2 separate regions of the Ovis aries genome follow, and region 1 is linked to region 2. A link is a contact called in public Hi-C data. All regions are on one chromosome and are shown on one strand. The core of a region is the stretch at or near the end of the contact, and the rest is flanking DNA. Distances in the headings are between cores, read along the strand shown.

Region 1 (4,761 bases), core at 968-3,467, 87 kb after region 2:
TAATGTATTCACAGATTCCAGGAGTTAAGGAGTAGACATCTTGGGGGAGGCATTATTCTGCCTACCACAGTATATGTTAGACATTTTCCAAAATAAATACACGTGCACAAAATGGAGAAAAATTACCCTTAATGTAGTCCTTAGACTGTGTCTACAAGTCAACAGCGCTACCAGGTAGGTCTGGAACAAAAACAAAACTTTTAGTTGAGCATGGTCTATGTATGTGAGGACTCTATTTTTGCCCAATATATTATACCAAAGAGGGAAAATGTGGGCATTGCAAAAACTCATCACTATGTTTATTGCATCTAAAGCATTAAACAGAAAGATGAACTATTACAAGGTGATACCACAGGTAAAACTTGTTTGTCCTAATTAATTTTTTAATTTTCAAAGCCCAACTGTAACATGGTGAGTTATATAAAAAGAAGCCAGTTGGTAAAACAAAACCCTCCATCAATTAAAGATTGCACTTTATCATCACAGAACACTTTCATGCATAATCTCACTTGACTTCACAACAGCCTTTGAGTTGGGCAGAACAATAGTTTTTTTTCCCCCTTTTAGCTGTAGAACTTAATTGAGATGCAGTAGACCCTGACTTGCTTTAATGTTTTCTAGTTGATTGGCAGGGTGGAGAATGAAATTTAACTTAAAAAAAAAAATCCCACAGCACTAAACTGCTTTTGCAGCCACCAGAGAAAAGCTAAGTTGTGCCCAGATTATAGACATACTTGGTGTTACTGTGCTTCATTTGATTTGCTTTGTGGGCATCTGTATATTTTTAATTGAAGATTTGTGGCAACCCTGTGTTGTCAGCTGGTGAGTAGCATTTTTTTAGCAATAAAATCTTTTAAAATTATGTATGTACTTTTTAAGACATTGCTATTTCACACTCAGCAGACTACAGTATAGGGTAAATACAACTTTTATATGTGCTAGGAAACCAAAAATTTGTGTGACTTATTTTATTATGTTTGCTTTTTTTGCAATGGTCTGGAAGCAAACTGCCTCATATCTCTGAGGTTTGCCTATACTCTATTTAATTAAGACAAAGACAAGTGTAAATCCACTTTGTTTCCAGAAACACTTGATTCTTGGGATATAAATGTGAAGGTACCTCGTTATGGTGGTCACTTGCTTTGGGATTTTGTTCCTGAAGCCCTTCTTGCTGAGTTCCTATATCAACCTATGAACTGTGGTTGTGAATTCTCAGGGAACCTTTGCATTTCTGTATGAAGATAGACATAATATCCCCAAATCTCATTTAAGTTTCCCCTTCCTGGTACAGCAGAAGATAGTGGCTCCCCTGCTACTAGGCTGAGGTCATGTGACCAGTTCCAACCAATAGGCTGTAAGCAGAAATGTCAGGTGTGACTTCCCGGTTGAAGCATTAAAGAACAGGTGTGGGTTCCTCTGGCCTTTTCTCCACTGTTGATAGCGAGTTTCGAGGCAACTTGTTGTAATGGTATTGCTCCTGTTTGGAGATGGCTTATGTCTCAGGGAACCACAGAAGTCCCATTTGATAACAGGAGACACCGATTTAAGGAAAGAGACACCGATTTAAGGAAACTGGGAAATTGTGTGTTTCTTCCATAATTTCTTAGAGTATCATGGTGAGCAAGAGTGTATATTCAGATGAATATATTTTTTTCTCTATAGTCTGACACCAATATATCTTACAGTCTTATCAGAGATGCTTACTGCCATTAAAGGAAAAAAAATGGCTTAGCAAAAGGTAAAAGGTGTAAAGACTAAGCAATATATGTACCTTTGGAGAATTGTAAAGATGGAACAAAAATAGTATAACTGGATTAGGAAGATAAGATGTAGGTTAGAGATTGATGTTAGCAGTGTACTTGACACTTGTGCTTAGAGGAAGCCTTGGTTTCAGTTAGAATGATGGTGTGCAGGCTCATTTTACAGAGGATGGTACAGCAAGCCTTCTGTGCCCAACATGGGCAGAGAGCTCGAGAATAAGCAGGTGACCCGTAACACTTTGTGTGCTCAAGGGAATCTTTTTTTTTTTTTTTTAGCTATAGTATACAATCCTTAGTTAAGACCTTTAAAAACAAAGTAAGTGATAAGGAAGATTTTCTCCCAGTAATTATGCAATATACAAATAATAAATGTGTTATAGAACATAGGTTTGGCAAAGAGTACTCATATCTCCCTGTGGCTATGACACAATTTAACACCCAGTGTTTGTGGACTGTCAATGATTTACAGAGCCTGTTCTCCTAGGGCACGTCTCAGGATGGATCTGGGAGGTGGACAGAGGGATTTGATCCCCATTTCCTGGGAAGACAGGTGAGATTCGTACACCTATCCCCTCTCACATGGTGATCCACTTTCCTTTCCTGTTTGTCCATTTACGGATAATGCTTTTCTGGATTGTTCTACTGATCGAGCTTGAGAACGTTCACCTAATAATTTTGGAAGTCTTGTCAGTTTCCTTGTGATTCATTTGGGGCCAACTTCTTTGACCAATTCAAAACAGAAGGTGACTAAGAGACACTGTCCACACTTGTCCACAGAAGTGACTTTGGAGGTCATGACCTTGATCCCACATTCCACGAGTGAGAAGTAAGCCTTTATTGTGTTCAGTCCTTGACATTTCAGGGTTTATTTGGCTGTTTCATCAAACATCTTATCCTGATTAATAAAGTTACTTTTCAACCCTTCTAAGTATATGATTAAGAATTGTGTGCTGAAGAATACATAGAAATTAATAGCTCTGAAGTTGGGATGCTGAACCACATAGAAGATGAGCAATGTCATTCTTATGTTTAAATTTATATGAATTTTCCTATAGACACGTTTGAAAAATTAATTATTTTTAAACAAAATGATACACGTACATGCTGTAAAAGGCCACTGGTGCTATAGGGCTTTAAGTAATGAAAAAAGCAGTCCTTTACCCCACCTCCCCTGCCAGACTGATCCCCTTTGCTGTCTCTTCTGGTATTTGTGTCGCTATTTCTAAATAATACACTTAAACTGCTATGTTTATAATAATAATAATAATGCTATGCTTATAATAACATGCTTACATTGCTTCAGGCATTTTCTATTGACTTCCTGCCGAAAATGATTCAGCCACTTCACCCATCCTGCCACCAACTAACCACCCTCATCTTCTCGTTATATCACAATTTGGGATTGAAACTTTATTTGCTATTTATTATTTATGACCACTGGGAAAGACCCTGATGCAGGGAAAGAGTGAAGGTGAAGGAAAGTTACATGGCTCAAAATAGCCTGGAGTTAAAACTCCCCTCTGGGCCCTCCCCACCATTCCATGCAAAACAAAGAACTCTCTCACCGGAAGTGAAAAATGGACTTTAAGATTAATTAAGCCCAGCTCCCAGCCGTCCCAGCCTCTGGCCGATCTCCAGAATTCCTTGTCCCAGCTGTTTAAGAGACTACTAACTCGAACAACCTTGGAGAAGAACAGTAGATTTCCACATATATACCTATATATACTTACTCTTTTCTTGGGTTAGTGCAGCAGCTCACTAAATCTGACTGCTGCCCTTTCTTGCCTCATTAAAGGTGATCTGTTCCTGTAAAGTGCCGGTCTCCTTCTTTTTCCGAACCTCACCTTCTCTAACTCCCTTACTCTACAGAAGGCAAAAGAAGAGGGCCGCAGAGAGTGAGATGGTTAGATAGCAAAACCAACTTGTAGACATGAGTTTTAGCAAATTATAGGAGATAGTGAAGGACAGGGAAGCCTGGCATGCTACAGTCCAAGGGGTCACAGAGAGTTGGACACGACTGAGCACCTGAACAACAACAAATTTATGACCATGTAAATATCATTAACTGCTAGGAAAAGTATTGCATAGTGCTTACATTTTTGTTCATGAAAGTTCCTCCTACCCTGCTGGAATTTATCTATTTTTCATTTGCATAGTTTACATATTTGTTGTCATTCAGTTGCTCAGTTAAGTCCAACTCTGCGACCCCATGGACTGTAGCATGCCAGGCTTCCCTGTCCTTCACCATCTCCCAGAGTTTGCTCAGATTCATGTCCATTGAGTCGTTGATGCTATCCAACCATCTCAACCTCTGTTACCCTCTTCTCCTCCTGCCCTCAATCTTTCCCAGCATGAGGGTCTTTTCCAATGAGTCAGCTCTCTGCACCAAGTGGTAATTCTTCCCAGAGCCCTCTCTCAGAGTTCTTGCCCCTGTTGGACCTGGCAGGGAGGCTGCATAGCTGACAGGCTGGATCCCATTTCCTGGAACCAAAGCCTCCTTTCTCCCTGTTTGCCCTCTTTTATGGGTGGAGCACACCCTTCTGTTGCTTCCGGAGAAACTGTGCACAAAAGATGAAATTTTTAGTATCCTGCTTACGTGATGTTGTTGCATTGATACCTTGCCCAGTTTGCCCACATTGCTGTTACTAGTTTGGTTGGATTTTGAAATGGAATTGAAAATACATAATTTCCTGCCCAACCCATCTCTGGAAGTATATCCTGAAAATGCTGATAGCGGTTACCTCGCAGAAGAACACTGGGGTTAGGGATGAAGGGAGTCTTCCTTTTCAATGATGTAACCTTTCATACTATTTGATTTTTAAAAGCCATTTGTAGTCTACAAACAATAAATGCTGGAGACGATGTGGAGAAAAGGTAACCCTCTTACACTGTTGGTGGGAATGCAAACTAGTACAACCACTGTGGAGAACAGTGCAGACATTACTTAAAAAACTGGAAATAGAACTGCCATATCACCCAGCAATCCCAGTCCTTGGCATAC
Region 2 (4,688 bases), core at 667-3,166:
CAGCTGTGAGGCCGTTTGGTTACCCCAGGGAACTTGCGGTATCCACAGAGAGCTGCGCAGCAGCGCGGGGGAGGCGGGTGATCGCATCGCCCTGACTCTAGAGCTCACTCCCATCAGATCAGCCTCTTCCCCGGGGGTCCGCCCGCCACCCACAGCTCCGCCCACTGGCTCCCGGGAGCCACTTCCTTTCTCTGCAAGCCCGCAACAGCGGTTCTGAGCATCTTAGGCTTTGGCGCTGCCCTTAAGTATTCAGGGGTCTTCTTCCTCCCTTCCCCCCACGAGAGCGCACTTCATCTTTGCGCCAGAACGATCACGTGCTCACCGTGGCGAAATAAGGCCTGCCAGTCTTCCGAGGTTATGGCAGATACGAGCTTAAGGAAAAGCAGTCAGTTCATTTTGTCTGCGGTAGGGCCTGAGCTTTGGGAATTATAAAACTTTCCCACGCAATTTTACTGTGTGGCCAGGGTTGACAACCCTGAATTAGATGATCATGGACAAGTCCGCCGCTCTTAAAAAAAAAAAAAAAAAAAGCGAAAGCGAAGCGAAAGTATCTCAGTCGTGTCCGATTCTTTGCGACCCCATGGACTATACAGTCCATGGAATTCTCCAGACCAGAATACTGGAGTGGGTAGCCTTTCCCTTCTCCAGGGAATCTTCCCAACCCAGGGATCGAACCCAGGTCTCCTGCATTGTAGGTGGATTCTTTACCAGCTGAGCCACAAAGATATACATGCATGTATATCTTTGTACATGAATATCTGTCTGTCTATATTTTCTCTGCCAGAGACAGCTGGGGTCCCCTAGGCAACTTCTCATTCATCTGATCCCCTTCGCGCTCCCCATAGACTGTAGCCTGCCAGACTCCTCTCTCCATGATACTGGAGTGGGTTGCCATGCCCTCCTCCAGCGGATTTTCCTGACCCAGGGATTGAACCTACAGCTCCTGCACTGGCAGGTGGACTCTACCACTGAGCTACCTGGGAAGTCCACATGAGTATCTATCTGTCTATATTTTCCCTGCCAGTGAGAGCTGGGGTCTCCCAGGCACCTTCTCATCCATCTGACCCCCTTCACGCTCCCTAACTTCCCCACCCCTCAGTTTCCTCATCTGCTAAGTGGGAACAGTGCCTACTTCACTTGGCGGTCCTAAGGATTAAACAGCCCCCGTAATCTGCCTTTCTGTTATCTGACCTCGAATCTGCCCATCACCAAATGGCTCTGAAAATGGCATCTCTTTTGTGAAGGAGCGGAGGCGCTCCTTCTTGAGGCATCTGGGGTTTGGGGAAGTGTGGGACCGCGGGGCCTTCCCGCACAGAGGGCGTTTTGGTTTTTTCGAAGTTAACTACGGGACAGTTTCCATGGTGGACAGGGAGAGAACCTCAAAGCTCCCCCCTACCCCCAAGGGGTGTGTGTGTGTGTGTGTGTGTGTGTGTGTGTGTGTGTGTGTGTGTGTTGGGGGGTGGTCTATTGGAGAAGGAAATGGCAACCCGCTCCAGTATTCTTGCCTGGGAAATCTCATGGACAGAGGAGCCTGGCGGGCTAGAGTCCCTGGGCTCCCAAAGAGTTGGACACGACAGAGCGACTAAACAACAACAACAACCAACGGGAATTTGAGCAAACTCCATCGCCGTGAATGTCCGGTGCTGCGCGAAAGATGCTCTTCCGCTGGGGGGCCACCAAAGCGGAACAGCGCAGACGGTGCCTGCCGCCTTCCCTGGCGCTGGGCGTTGGGGTCCAGTCACCTCCCGGAGCCCCGCGCGGGGCACTGGTGGGGACTCGGGGGGCCCAGCCATCCCCAGCAGCAGCGCCCCGAGTCCCCGCCCGCCCGCCGGCTCCTCACCTATCAGATTTCCTGTGCGCACCGCGCGCCGCTCCTCCCACCTCCTAAAGGCCAGCGCAGGGGACCGCCGCGCTCCGTCAGGACCCAGCTACTCAAGGGACGGCGCAATGCGGCTCTGAGCTCGGCCAGCTGCACGGCCCCGCGCAGGGAGTGCGGGGCGCACGGTGAGGCCCGGCGGCGCGGCGTGCGGGAGGTGCGGGGGCACGAGAGATGCGGTCCCTGGGGACCCGGAGGCGGGGGCGCGGGCCCCGTGCACTTCTGAGGATCGCCTAGCCTACTGCGGGCTTGACTTCTCTCTTTCTGCTTTGTAAATTAAGGAAATGGTTACAAGACCACATTTGACCAAACTTGGTCTGTAACAGTGTACTAATTTTAAAAAATTTACCTTTTTGTTGTCGTTGTTGTTTTGTTGTTGAGAAGTTCTAACCTTTTAGGAGATTTCTGTTATACAGCATAGTGTTATCAACTGTCTTCATCCCCGGTGGTTCAGACGGTAGTCTGCCTGCAATGTAGGAGACCCAGGTTTAGTCCCTGGGTCCGGAAGATCTCGTGGAGAAGGAAATGGCAACCCACTCCAGTATTCTTGCCTGGAGAATTCCACGACAGAGGAACCTGCTGGGCTACAGTCCATGGAGTCGCTATAGCCACCTTGCTGTAAACATTAGGTTGTCAGAAACACTAGTTCCGTCACCTCTCTAGCTCCTGACAACCATTCTTGTACTGTTTCTATGATTTCCACTTTGTTTTTTAAAAATTAAGATTCCACATATAAGTGATACCAGGTAATATTGGCAGCACTTGCCTTTCTGTGGCTTACTTCACTTAGCATAATGCCCCCTTGGGTCATCCATGGTGTTGCAGAGGGCAGGATTTTTCCCCCCTTTTTAAGGCTGAAAGCATGGAACGTCTGTATATCTTTATCTATATCCATATATACACATACATATAGCATTTCCTTCATGTTTGCCTGTCCACCCTAAGATTGTGTCTGTACCTTAGCTCTTGAGAATAATTCTGCAGTGAGCATTGGAGTACAGTTAGCTCTTTCAGATGATGCTTTAGGTTTTAAACTCAGAGACGGAATTGCTGGATCCTATGGTAGTTCTGATTTCTTAAGGCACCTCCACAGTGTTTTCCACAGTGGCTGCACCGGTTTGCATTTCCACGAACAGTACACGAGTTCTGTTACTTTTTTCTCCACATGCACAGGGACATTGTTATCTCTTGTTCTTTTGATAATAAGCATCCTAACAGGTGTGAGGTGATGGCTCACTGTGGTTTTGATTTGGATTCTCCTGATGATTACAGTTTTTGAGCACATTTTCACATACCTGTTGGCCATAAGTATGTCTTCTTGGGAAGAAGGATTCCTTGCTTTTTGCCCATGTTTAAATTGGATGCTTTGTTTATTTCTTGTTATTGATAACTAGAGGAGGAAATGGCAATCCACTCCAGTATTCTTGCCTGCAGAGTCCCATGGACAGAGGAGCCTGGTGGGCTACAGTGCATGGGATTGCAGAGTCGGACAGGACTGAGAGACTGAGCATGCGTGCATGCTATTGATAACAAGGTGTTGATTTCTGAAGAGTTATCCCTGCTCTCATTACCCGCCCAGGAAGTTGGGTTACTGACTGGACACAGTGTAAGCAGAAGACTAGGGAATTAACACTGAATAGAAAGTCTCACAGTTAAAATGAGTAAGCCAATCTAAGAAAAAACAAAAATCAATTCCTTAGCACTGGGCCCAGACAGCTCCTGCAGAGCGTGGGCGTCGTGGGGGTGCTGACAGGCGATGTGGTGAAAAGACGTCTTTTCACTGAGTGCCAGTAGGGTTTTGATTTTGAGTCTCTTTAGCTCATTCCTAAATGCCTTACAATTTTATAATCAACATTTTAGTAATATCTCTGCCAGTTGTGTGTGTGTGTGTGTGTGTGTGTGTGTGTGTGTTTTGCATGGTAAATATTGCGCCTAACTTTTTAAGGAATCCTGTTTCTGTTTCACTTTCTTTTTTGTTTGTTTTGGTATCTGACCTGTTGGGGATAAATACAGCTTCCAAAACCCTTTCCAAATCACCAGTAATCAGATATTGTGAAGTTATTTTTCGCTTTCTCTTTGTATTAGCATGACAAACTTAAAATCTTTCTTATGTATTTTCCTTTTGTAAATAATTAGTAATACCTCCCATCCCCTTGTCTCCCTCATTTACTGTTTGTGCCCCTGCACCTTGACTTGGAGGAGTAGAATTTAATGAAGATAGAGATCTGAGGAAAGTGTCATATTCTAGTGAGCACTAGTGGTGGGGCATGGCTACTGTGTAGAGTAGTTTATAGACAGGAAATTCCTAGAGTCACATTTGTGGTTAAATGCATGCTGGTTCTGACCATCCTTACATGTAACAGAATATTTCAGTTAAGTTACATAGTGTGGTAGATGGCCATTTTTTATGGTGTTTCCTCCTCTTTTTTTGTAAACCGATAGGTTTTTATTTTTGCTTTTTAGTTAATTATCTATTTGTTTTTGGCTCTGCTGGGTCTTTGTTTCTGCGGGTTTCTGTTTTGCTTTCTCTCGTTGTGGCAGGGACTACTCTTCTTCGTGGTATGCAGGCTTCTCATTGCTGTGGCTTCTCCTGTTTCGGAGCATGGACTCTAGGCACACAGCCTTCAGTAGTTGTAGCTCCCAGGCACAAGCTCAGTTGTCAGTGTACTGCTGTACAGGCTTAGTTGGGGCATGTGGAATCTTCCCTGACCAGGGATCAAACCTGTGTCTCCGTATTGACAGGTGACCACCCAGCCACCAGGGAAGCCCTGGTATTTCCTCTTAAACAGCTACATGTAAGAGGCAAATTATT

The links. Hi-C and Micro-C count contacts between places; a contact is called where the count stands out from the background.
Region 1: a Hi-C map of liver shows a contact between it and region 2, with 3 times the contacts expected there. The contact joins the enhancer-like site here to the promoter of B3GALT5 in region 2. A contact is called at or near these places in 2 of 16 Hi-C or Micro-C datasets (liver and mixed tissues).

What each region holds. Positions count from the first base shown.
Region 1 is chr1:260,520,459-260,525,219 of ARS-UI_Ramb_v3.0, forward strand. No RefSeq gene overlaps it. Among named protein-coding and RNA genes, the nearest start is that of IGSF5, 39 kb to the right of the region's middle. Within about 2 kb of position 2,218, at least 6 of the 54 cell types and tissues checked have an H3K27ac peak or open chromatin away from gene starts, as enhancers often do. A contact at or near this core is called in liver, where this site is marked.
Region 2 is chr1:260,433,503-260,438,190 of ARS-UI_Ramb_v3.0, forward strand. It overlaps B3GALT5 (beta-1,3-galactosyltransferase 5), which reads left to right and starts at 1,917. Exons shown (of 4, transcript XM_060395970.1): 1 at 1,917-2,004.